Regions from separate parts of the Mus musculus genome. Here region 2 is linked to region 1. The links are chromatin contacts, called in public HiChIP or PLAC-seq maps. All regions are on one chromosome and are shown on one strand. The core of a region is the stretch at or near the end of the contact, and the rest is flanking DNA. Distances in the headings are between cores, read along the strand shown.

Evidence for each region. HiChIP or PLAC-seq counts read pairs in DNA pulled down with a chosen protein or histone mark.
Region 2: a FOXA1 HiChIP or PLAC-seq map of pancreatic cancer cells shows a contact between it and region 1. The contact joins two enhancer-like sites. A contact is called at or near these places in 2 of 115 datasets of contacts at active chromatin or transcription factors (microglia and pancreatic cancer cells).

Annotation. Positions count from the first base shown.
Region 1 is chr15:77,828,569-77,834,151 of GRCm38.p6, reverse strand. All of the region lies in intron 1 of Myh9 (myosin, heavy polypeptide 9, non-muscle), which reads left to right. Among named protein-coding and RNA genes, the nearest start is that of Myh9, 11 kb to the left of the region's middle. Within about 2 kb of position 1,556, at least 106 of the 459 cell types and tissues checked have an H3K27ac peak or open chromatin away from gene starts, as enhancers often do. A contact at or near this core is called in pancreatic cancer cells, where this site is marked.
Region 2 is chr15:78,445,647-78,451,329 of GRCm38.p6, reverse strand. It overlaps Tmprss6 (transmembrane serine protease 6), which reads left to right. Exons shown (of 18, transcript NM_027902.2): 11 at 4,522-4,667; 12 at 5,028-5,126. Among named protein-coding and RNA genes, the nearest start is that of Kctd17, 20 kb to the right of the region's middle. Within about 2 kb of position 2,924, at least 228 of the 459 cell types and tissues checked have an H3K27ac peak or open chromatin away from gene starts, as enhancers often do. A contact at or near this core is called in pancreatic cancer cells, where this site is marked.

The DNA of each region.
Region 1 (5,583 bases), core at 307-2,806:
GGCTAATATCTGTAGTCCTTCACGAAGGGAAGGCAGGAACCTGGAGGCAGGAACTGAAGCAGAGACCCTGGAGGAACGCTGCCTATTACAGCCTTGCTCCTCATGGTTCTCTCAGCTTGCTCTCTTATACAGCCCAGGCCCACCTGCCCACAGGTGGCAATGCTCCCGGTGTGCTGGCTCCTCCCATGTCTACCATTAATCAACAAAATGCCCCACAGGCTTGCCCACCGGCCAGTCTGGGTTGGTGGCGATTTTCTCAGGCTGACATAAAAGCAGCCAGCACAGGAGGATGTGACTAGAACAGAGTAGCAGCCTAAGTCTTTGGGTGTCTGAGTTGAGTCCTAGCTTGGCTAGAGAGAACGGTTAGATTTTATTGAGCACCTATGTGCAGCAGGCCATGTGCTGTTTGTTGAGTTCTTTTCTTGCCCCCAGGAAGTAGAAACTCATTCATTTTGCTGATGAGGTCGCCTTACAGAGATTCAGACTGGGGTGTGGGGTGTGTGTGTGTGTGTGTGGAAGGGTGGGTCTGCTTCTGCTCCTGTGTCCTTTCAGACAGCCTTCATTGTAGGTACACATAGCCTCGTTTGCAAAGAGGGTGGACTGGTCTCCTTAGCTTTCTCCTTCTTGAGCTGTGAGCTCACTAAAGACTATCATCCCCATCGTTCCTGGCCACTCACTGAGGCCTCCTGTGCCCATGGTGTTTATTATAGCTACTTTTCTCATGAGTGTGGAGTTGGAGGTGGGGTGGGGCAGGTGAGAGGACCATGACTGCCAGCATGAATTCAAGCCCAGGATGACTTTGCAGCTGTGGGACCCAGTGGTCCCTGCTTTCTTAACAGGTGAGCTCTTGCCTATGTATTATATACTATTCATTCCTTTGTCTCCATCTGCCCTCCTGTCCAGCCCTAGTTACTCAGTAACCACACCAGATAACATGGGCTTCCCAGGCACAAAGATGGACCCCAGGGCCAGGTGCTGAGAGGAGAGAGCTTCAGGAAGTGTGGTTTCTGTTTGTAGGGGCTGATACTCTTTTTTTTTTTTTTTTTTAAAAGATTTTTTTATTTATTATATGTAAGTACACTGTAGCTGTCTTCAGACACTCCAGAAGAAGGAGTCAGATCTTGATCTTGTTTCAGATGGTTGTGAGCCACCATGTGGTTGCTGGGATTTGAACTCCGGACCTTCGGAAGAGCAGTCGGGTGCTCTTTCCCACTGAGCCATCTCACCAGCCCGGGGCTGATACTCTTTAGCTCATACAGGAGAGCAGGCCTTAGGGGGGGTCTGAGAAAGCAGCCTAGAGGAAGTGGCACTTGAGCTGACTGCAGAATCCACACAGGGCACGACGTGCCCAGGGAGCAGGGTTGGGACCTTGCTCAGGCATTTTCGCTTTGTTGAGGAGTGATTCAGATTGTGGAAGGTTCTGTGACTCACACTGACTGGTGAAAGGTTTCCTCTCTTGTAGGCCCTAGCCTTTTCAGAGCCTAAGGTAGCCTGTGGAGACCTGCTCTCCTTGAACCCTTTTCTGGTAAGTAGAGTGCTCTGTTCCACTCCCAGGTCGTTAACTTCTGACTGGGTGCTGGGCAAGCTGCCGGTGTCCTCTGGTTGGGAGGTCAGACATCATGTTATTCCCAGGCGAAGGACTTGAGGTGAGACATTTCACGGAGAATTGTGAAACACCATTGCTACTGAAAACAGTGTCCTATTAAAGTTCGGAAGAGAAACTAGGAGCCTGTTTGCAGCACAAACATAAGCTGGCAAGAAGCACCACACCATTGAAGTTTTTGGGTTTCCTGCACATATAAGTACCCATTCATGTGTGTACATGAACACGCATACGCATGCACACACCGGCATGCACTTCACCAGATCCCAGGCACAATGGTACTGTGTACACTTGAGTTCTCAAGCAGTGCTGCAATCTGAAGTTTCCTGTGTTGCAACATTCTTCATACTGGGTATTTAATGACCATGTTATGGTCCACTGAGGGGAGGAACTATTATTTACATTGTCAGAAAATACCGTGAGCTTTATTGTCTCTAAAAATGTAATCACTCAGTGAGTATCTAAGCATCTATTGTAGGTCTTGTACAGAGATGGTTGTACATCAAGATGCAGGGTCTGAGATCACTGGGCTGCTCCCTGGGCGCAGGTCTAGTCCTAGGAACATGTTCACTGCCTTCTGGTGTTGGTGTTGTGGCTTGAGACATGGGGGTTTGTAGAGATGGGACTCCTGGGTGCCCAGCCCGGTTCATTGAAAGCTGGTAAAACCACTTTGTCATTCACAAGCTGTCAGGAAGCTCAGGAACTGGAGCCAAGAGCTGCGAGATCTTTCCAGGCTCTGTGTAGGAAGGCCTTCCACCTGCTCCCTCCCAATTCTACCTGTCTCCTATCTCCTGTGTATACCAAAGGCCTGGGTCAGGAAACCCATCTGGAAGAGGTGAAAGACCAAAAGTCTCTAAGGGGCTTTGTTCACAGGGTTGTCTCTGTTGAGGATGCTACTGAGCAGGAAGGAGACTCCCGAGGGTAGGGAGAAAGGGGGAGGAAGGAAGAGGGGATAGGGTTCCTCCTAATGAGGGTGGGGAGGTCTGGAAACATCTAGACACCTTGCCAGGGGCCCAGGTCTCAGTTGAGGCCTTGCTGAGATGTTGTAAGAATTGTAGCAATAAGTTGCAACAGTTTGGCTTTGTTGTAAAAAAAAAAAAAGGAAGTTTCAGAATCCTTGTTGCAGCTTTGGATCTTTATCTGTAGTGGGGGAAGTCTTTGCAAGGTACCTGGGTACCGGGATGGTGGGTCTCTACCTTCATCAGAGAGGGCAGCCTTGTGCTTTGCTCTCTCTGGCCCCTCCCCTCAGTTCCTACTCCATCCAGCTCAAGGTTTTCTGAAATGTTTGGTCTTCTTAGAGAGCAGGAGAGGTAACTTGTTGCTTGGGAAGGAGCCAGAAGCATGTTGCCACCTGCCTCGCTGGGGAATGAAGTGGGCTGGGTGGCCCCAGAAATGCTGATGGGGCTCAGGCATTGCAGGCTTTGCATACCTTCCTGGGTCTCTCTCCACCAGGCAGGTTGTATTTCCATCAGCCCCAGACTTCTTGGGTTTGAAGTTTGTCATGGATCTTAGACCCCCATTACCGCCAGGCTACCCAAAGCAACACAATCTGAGGCTCAGTCTAGCCTTCTCTTCACACATGGGTCAGGTTGGTACTGAAAAAGAGGAACTGGGGGGAGTCCAGCAGCAGCCGGGGGATTACAATGTTTCTAGTTAAGACAGGCCCTCTGTGGCCCTTTAAAAAAGAGATTAGTTTATATGTATTGCCTGCAGAGCCCAGAAGAGAGCTGTGGATTCCTGGGTGTGGAATTATGGAAGGTTACGTGTCACCGTGTGGGTGCTAGAAACTGAATCTGGAGCCTCTGCATGAGCAGGAGGTGCTCTTGACTATGGCCCATCTCTCCTAGCCTCATGCCCCCCCCCCCATCTTTATTCACTTCCTGTTTACACTGGGCTTGGTAATTGTGGGCCAAAGATTATCTCTTGAGTTTATACTATTTTACATTCGTTCCCAGCTGTCCTGGTGCAGCCCAGACATTCTGGTGATCCTTTTCAGGTCTGGGGATGATACCTTTCAGGAGCTGCTATCCTCCTTATGTAGATCAGGGTGGCCTTGAGTTCACAGAGATCCACTTGCTTCTGCCTCCCCAGCGCTGGGATGGTGGTCTGCTTAGATCCCCATTTTTGTCATCTGTAAACAGGATCGTTAACATGTGGGTCACAGCCCTTTGATATGTGACCCACCCTTTCACAGGGTCGCATATCAGATATCCTGCATATCAGATAGTTATATTATGATCCATAACAGTAAGAAAGTTACGGTTATGATGTAGTAAAAATAATTTTTGGGGGGCTACCACAACATGAGGAACTGTATTAAAGGGTCACAGGTTTAGGAAGGTCGAGAACCGCTGGGTTCTCATGTCTTAGCTGGGTATAAGAGGAACTCAATGAAGTCTAGACAAGACTACACATTGAAACTTTGTCTCAAACCAAACCAAGCTATGAACTATGCCCTTGCACCACTCAAACCTGCCTCTTTTGGTTTGCTGCTCTGTAGGATGGAGTGCTCTCAGCTCAGTCTATGGACTGCTGTCCAAGCAGCCCTCAGAGTCCCCTTCCACTTTAGATCAGCCCTTAATGGTCAGATCGGCCCTTTGCGAGCCCAGGTTGTTCACCCCAGTGGTGAGTAGAGCCTCTCTCCAGATGAGCATCAGCAAGGCGAACAGTCCTTGGGTTGCCAGTGCTGAGTAGCTACTCTCAAAGCTTCCATGCTGAGTACTTAGCCTGACTGAGGAGCCACTCCTACTTCTCCTGGAGGTGCTGCCTCCATTCTGACCTTGCCTCACCACCAGGACCCTTGTGAAGTTCATTGCCCATGCCAGACTGGGAACACAACATGTTTCTACCTGACTGGTCAGACACACAGGTTTCATTCCAACCCCCTCTCTCTTGGCTCCAGTGGCCTCGGTTGGGTGGCTGTATTTCCTTGGCTTCTGGGGCCTAACTACCATGAAGTGTGTGTCTAGTATCTACATGAATAGGGAGGGGGTCTGGCTTCTGACCCCATCCTAGTCTCTCACTTGAAGCTCTTTGACCTTGGGTAAGTTGTGGGACCACTGAGTCCGTTTTTTTTTTTTTTTTTTTTTTCCCCATTAAGCTGTAGACTGAGATAAAAAGCAATACCTCAGGGGTTTGCTGCTCAGTGAAGCCTTATTGATCCCTTTGCATCTTTACACATGCTTTGCCCAGGCCAGTGGCAAGTTCAAACAAACACACACACACACACACACACACACACACACAAATCTACTTTAGGTGCTGGAGAGGTGACTCAGTTGGTAAAGTATTTGGTAAAGAACCAAGTTAGGATCCTGAGCAATTGCATCCAAAAAAAATCAGATATACTGGTACCTGCCTGTAATTCTAGCCAGGGGAAGCAGACACAGAAACATTCCTGGTGCCTACTTAGGGAACTGCATGTACGGTGACAAATTTCTGTTAAAAATGGGGGTGGGGAGCCGGGCGTGGTGTTGCATGCACGCCTTTGATCCAGCACTTGGTAGGCAGAGGCAGGCGGATTTCTGAGTTCGAGGCCAGCCTGGTCTACAAAGTGAGTTCCAGGATAGCCAGGGCTAAACAGGGAAACCCTGTCTGGAACCCCCCCCCCCCCCAAATGAGGGTGGGGCTGGGGGGCTAGAGAGATGGCTTAATGGTTTAGAGCACTGACTGCTCTTCCAGAGGTCCTGAGTTCAATTCCCACATGGTGGCTCACAACCATCTGTAGTGGGATCTGATGCTCTTTTCTGGTGTGTCTGAAGACAGCTACAGTGTGCTCATATATATTAAATAAATAAAATAAATAAATAATAAATAATGGAAAGCTAGAGAGATGGTAAAGTATTAAGAGCACCAACTCCTCTTCCTGAGGACTAGGGTTCAATTCCCAGCCCCTACCTACATGGGTGCTAACAATTGTCTTTATCAGAGCCCTCTCTGGATTCTGTCAGTACTGTACACAAGTGGTGCAGTCATGCCTG
Region 2 (5,683 bases), core at 1,675-4,174, 620 kb before region 1:
GTGGTTGTCAGTCACAGGCAGTTAGACTGGGGCTCAAAGCCTGGCTCCCCTGGTTCCTTCTTGGGCAAGACTTACCTCTCCCAGCCTCTGGAACTTATCTGAGTGTGCTGAGACTGGGATGGACTCTGAGGACGAAGTGCTCACCTAACATAGCATGATTTCTGGGCTCCACCTGGTAGCCCCCAATAAGAAAGAAAGAAAGAAAGAAAGAAAGAAAGAAAGAAAGAAAGAAAGAAAGAAAGAAAGAAAGAAAGAAAGAAAGGAAGGAAGCCATGGACATGCAAGATGGCTGAGTGGGTTAAGAGGCTTGCCGGCAAGTTTGAGGACCTGAGTTCAGTCCCTGGAACCAACATGGTGGAAGGAGGGGACTGACTCCCAGAAGTCATTGCTTCCCCTCCACAGACCTGCTGTCCCAAACAAGAGTGTGTTCTATTACACAGAAACAAACAAAGCAAAGGGCCTGGAACGAGACGCCTTCCACTGGAGACTAAATAAGATGGTGGGTGGAGACGGTACCAACCACAATCGCTAAATGGCTCTTACTCGGTGCCACACAGGTGTGGAAAGCGATTATGTGCTCCCCACAGTCGAGCAAGGGAGGCGGACTCAGATCCTGTCCTTAACCTGCTTTCTGCGGCTGTAACAAAATTGCCAAGGCAGGGAAGTTTATAAAGAATAGAGGTTTGTGCAGCTCCTGGTGGCGAAGGCTGGAAGTCTAAGAAAGCAGCATAAGACTCTGGCTTTCTGCTGAGTCATAGTGGGACAGAGGGTGTCAGGAGATGAGGCAGGGCCGAAGGGGCTTGCCTGATGGTGCAGGGTAGGGGTGGGGGCTTGAGGCCACCCACCAGTGCTTCCTTTATCTGCTAGATGAATGCATTCACCAGGTACAGCCCCTTCCTGACCCAATCACTTCCCTGAATGCCCTTCCTCCAAACGCCACTAGCCTAAGACATTGGAGAATCCAAGTGTGAATTTTGGTTTCAAGTATGAATTCCAGGGACTCACAGTTGAACGAGCCTCACAGCTTGTGGGAAGCCTGAGGCCCAGAGGCTGAGTCATTTGCTAAAAGTCCCTGTGGCTTGTGACGTCATCACTGAGCTCAGGCAGCTGGCCGGCCCCCAGGGCATGATTGCCCAGCCGTGTGTGTGTGTGTGTGTGTGTGTGTGTGTGTGTGTGTGTGTGTGTGTGTGTGTGTGTGTGAGAGAGAGAGAGAGAGAGAGAGAGAGAGAGAGAGGAAAAGAGCACTCAGTTGTACACTTAATTGTATGGTGTCTCCTCAGGAAGGCTCTCATCTCTCAGTAGAGCCATTCCCAGCCGATGGGAGATCAGGGCATCTCTGTGGCTCTCACCAGTTCCTCTGAAAGCAGCTGGGAAAGTTGCACCTCATCTCAGCCCTTCCCCTGGGATACAGGGTCCCCAGTGGAGAGTTAACTCCTTGCTCCATACAGTGAATGCCCTGGGGAGGGCAAGGCATGATGGGAAATATACAACAGAGGCCTGGGGCCTGGTCTCTGGTTATTGTGGGCTGATAAAGATAACGTCATTGCTGGGAAATTCTCTGAAGAATGTGTCCTGGAAAATCTGCTGTGTGGGTAGCAGGGGCCTGAGAGATGGAGGAAGGGAGAGGGAGACCAGGTCCTTTGGTCCAGCAATTGAGGAGTACAGGGAAAAGATGGCTGAACCCCTGTCCCCAGTGCCAGTCTAGAGACAAGGGACTCTTCTACTAGCTGGGCACCCTTGGTCCCTATCTTGTCTGTCCATTTTGTTTTCTCCTGGTTCTGCCTGCCATCCTGCTGTTCTGTTGTTCTGCTGTCCCCACAGGGTCCGCTTGCCCTTCAGTGGCCTGCAGGTGGTGGGGGTGGGGACGCGGGTCTTGTCCTTGTAAGATCTAGCTGCTGGATGCTGGGTTTCACAGAACCTCCTCACTGGGCGATACCGCAGCACTGGCTTCCCCCCTTCCAGGAACCTGCCCTCATTTCCTCTCATGTGATGTCACTCTCCTGTGACCTGCCTGACCCTTTCTGCTAACTTCCAGCCATGAGATAAGGCAGAACGACAGGCTCCAGAGGCCCCTGTAAGCCTGACTCTAAGTGGTCTTTCTGCTTCCCCAAGGCCCTGTGACTAGTGCCACTTGCAGCCACTCTGTATCAGGTCCCCCAAACCATTCTTCCAGGTTCTCTGAAATATCTGCAAGGAGGTGGGGTCAGGGGATGGCTTTCTCCTGACTATAGTTCGGCCACCACACTTACGGAGGCCTGAAGTTTGCCGAGGTCACAGAACTAACTCGTCTGGTGGCAAAGTTATATGGAGCCCGGCTCTGCAAAATGTCCTGTCCACCACAGAGCAGGCCACTGTCCCTCCCTCAGTGCTGTCTTTCTGCCCTCTGTCCTTCAGCTTGTCCATAGAAAGAGCCATGTTCACAGTGAGGCCTGACCCCTCCCACTCCTTTCTCTTATCCATGCTTCTGCCTATCCACCCAGCATCTCTCCAGCTCCTCTGTGGGAAGATGCTGATATGCCGGATTGACAGGCCTAGGAGAAAGATCCCCCTGCTAAACTCACAGGGTGGGGTGGGGTGGGGTAGCAAGGCAATCCATATGGTGCCCCGGTTCCTTCTGACTCCAGCACTTAGCTGCTGAGGTGAGAGGGCTAGGTGGACGGGAGGACCAGAGGGGCCAGAAACTCAGAGGGCCGCACCTGGGAACAGGGCTCCGAATGCCTGAATCTTACATTTGTTCTGGGATGCTCCCAGCTTCCCTGCCTGCTTCTTGGGACCCTTCCCTGGGATAGCAATGCATGATAGGTATAAGATTATCATAACCATAACACAAATTTATATATTTATAACAACGTCCTCAAGGAACAATCGGGTTCCTCTTAGCTTGAAAGGGACTGGCTTGCTCCAGGGCTCCCCCTAGTGGTGATCTCATTTGTCAAGGGCGGCTAGGCTCTGGCTCTCCCTCCCGTCTCCGGGCTTTTAACTTTCCTTGTCAGACTAACCCTTGCTCTTGCGGGTTAAGTGCCTGTGTCAGGAGTTAAATCTGATTAGTTCAGAAATGTATATTTCATCAGTTCCCTCTCAGTTTCTCACGGTAATCTGTGATCGGAAAATACTTAAGTGGAAAATTCCAGAAGTGAATCTGTTTCATTAGCTACCGCTCTCTTTAGAGCCCGATTTACAAAGAGAGATGTGTACAGGCAGAGCATAGCACAGGTAGTGTTCGCCACTGCGTGGGATTTCTGGTGTCCACGGGAGTCTAGGAATGCCTCCCATGCATAAAGGGAAAGTACTGCGATTTCTTTAAAATGCATTCTTTAAAGTAAATAACTTCTTCTTTTTTTTTTAAATCACATTTTCCAGATGCCCTGCCCACTTTCTGGGCCTGTCCTCTGAGGATAACAATCCAGGAATCCATCTTTTTTATCCACCAGGAACCCACATTTCCTTGGCTTGAAAAAGGGCGGGAGGCGGGGAAAGGGTGACGACAAGACCCAGGCTTGCCCCGCGCGCCCCCTGGTGGCGATCTTTTCTTTGACGAGCAGCTGGGCTGTTGGAACTCTGGGTGCTTGAAAAACAATTCCTTTTCAGGACCTCTTAATTTGCCTTGAAAATATGGGGCACGCCAACATCTAGTAACACAAATATCGACCCTTCAAATTATTTGCAGATTCTTTAATAACTGGCTTAATAGAGCAGGGCTGGCACCCTCACACACTCATCTGCCCTCAGTTACAGGGTTCCAGTCACCTATCTTGGAAATTCTGTTGTGTTGTTAGAAGGAGGGAAGGAGGGTCAAACAGGATTAGAGGGTCACTACAGAGGCGACTTTTAGTCTCTGGACTGCACTTTGAGAGCTACTCATGCAAGTAGATTACAGATGCCAGAGCCTAGCCAGGAACGTGAAGGTGAGGGTCAGGGGCTTGGGAAACTACGTTTCCAGAGCTTCTCCTGCCCTGAACTGAAGCGGGCAGGATTCTTGCTCCACTTTGCAGTTTCTCAATCATCTCTGTCCACGGGCTGAGTGAGCCTGCCAGGTTGCTCAGCGGGCCAACTGTGTTTTGTGTGGGGTGAGTCTACAGACAGTTGGCCAGCTGAGGTCCTCTGCCTCTGCAGACACACGGAACCTTTTTGTAGATGGAAGGCTGGCAGAAATGATTGTTTTCCTTGTGGAACAAAGAGGAAGAGTGAGACTCCTCAGAGGAGGCCCTTGACTAGCCAGATTCTCAGAGCCTATGGGTGACTGGGGCAAGAATCTGGATGGAATTTTATCCCACAGTCAATGGGGCGCCACTGCAGGTTTTTGAGCAGGAGAGTGACAGAAACAAACTCCTTTCTAGAAGATGTCTCTGGGGCTAAGCAGCCACCCAAAGGAGAAATGGAGATAGAGGGAGTGTGGGTGGGGCCCATTGTTTCTGACTGCCTGGTCCTTACCCTGGCTGTGCATAGGAACCTAGGTTGTTTCTCATTTTTTTTGGCTGGGAAACCAGTCTATGTGTCTAAGCCATCCCTGGTCACTCCTAGGCTGTGTGGCTTCCGTACCCTGCAGCCATATGCTGAGAGGATCCCCATGGTGGCCTCAGATGGTGTCACCATCAACTTCACCTCCCAGATCTCCCTCACAGGCCCGGGTGTGCAAGTGTACTACAGCTTGTACAACCAATCAGACCGTGAGTACAATTTGAGGTGTGTGTGTGTGTGTGTGTGTGTGCCCGTGCCCTGCCCCTGTGCTGTCCCCAGATGTGCACAAACATTTATGAGGCTAGGCCACAGTGAGAGTGCTATGTGTCTTCATACACATGTGTGCACATGGCACGTAGTTTTATGTGCTGGGTAGGCAGTCACATGTATCCCTTTGGGTGTGTGTTGTCTGGATGTAGCTCTGCATGGACCACAGACACCAGGCACTGGAGCAGGTGTATGGGCACCTAATTGTGTACATGTAAGGATACAGACGCACGTATTTCATGGCATGCATCCTAAGTGTGCTCTTCCGCTTCCATTTCCTACTGTCCCTCTCCTGTCCCCAGCCTGCCCTGGTGAGTTCCTCTGCTCTGTGAATGGACTGTGTGTCCCTGCGTGTGACGGGATCAAGGACTGCCCCAATGGCCTGGATGAGAGAAACTGTGGTGAGCAGCCTGACGCCTTCCCTCCTCTCTCCCTGCGCTGGACTAAGTCTACCTGACGTGTGCTTCCTCCTTGAGAACACCCAGGAGCCCACGGTTCTTGCACTGTGTCAGGATGGCAATGTGGAAAAGCAGCCTCCCCAGAGCCAGCCTACCCCCATAGCATCCCCCATTGAGGGAGTGTCTGGGACACACTGTGACCCTCAGCTGAGGTTACACCCTTTATCATAAGCAAATGTGCCAGCTGTCTGTCCTGGCCCATATTCTGAAAAAAAATAACCAGGAGGGGGAGGGCAGAGCCAAGCAGGGATGGCGGCTGGGCTGAGACTCTCAGGAGCTGGGGTCCAGGGTAGGTAGGAATCCTGTATCTTGTATCTCTCTCCTTAAATGGGGTGGGGCCCTTATCCCTCCAGCCTGAGGCAGGAACTGGTCCCCAGACTAGGGTTCTCAGGAAGAATTCTGAGCAAATGCTGGCTTCTGACCCCTAGAGTCACCATTCAGGACCAGAGAGAGTCAAGGTACCTGGGCAGCGATGCTCCATGCCTCCCTTGTCCATTCTC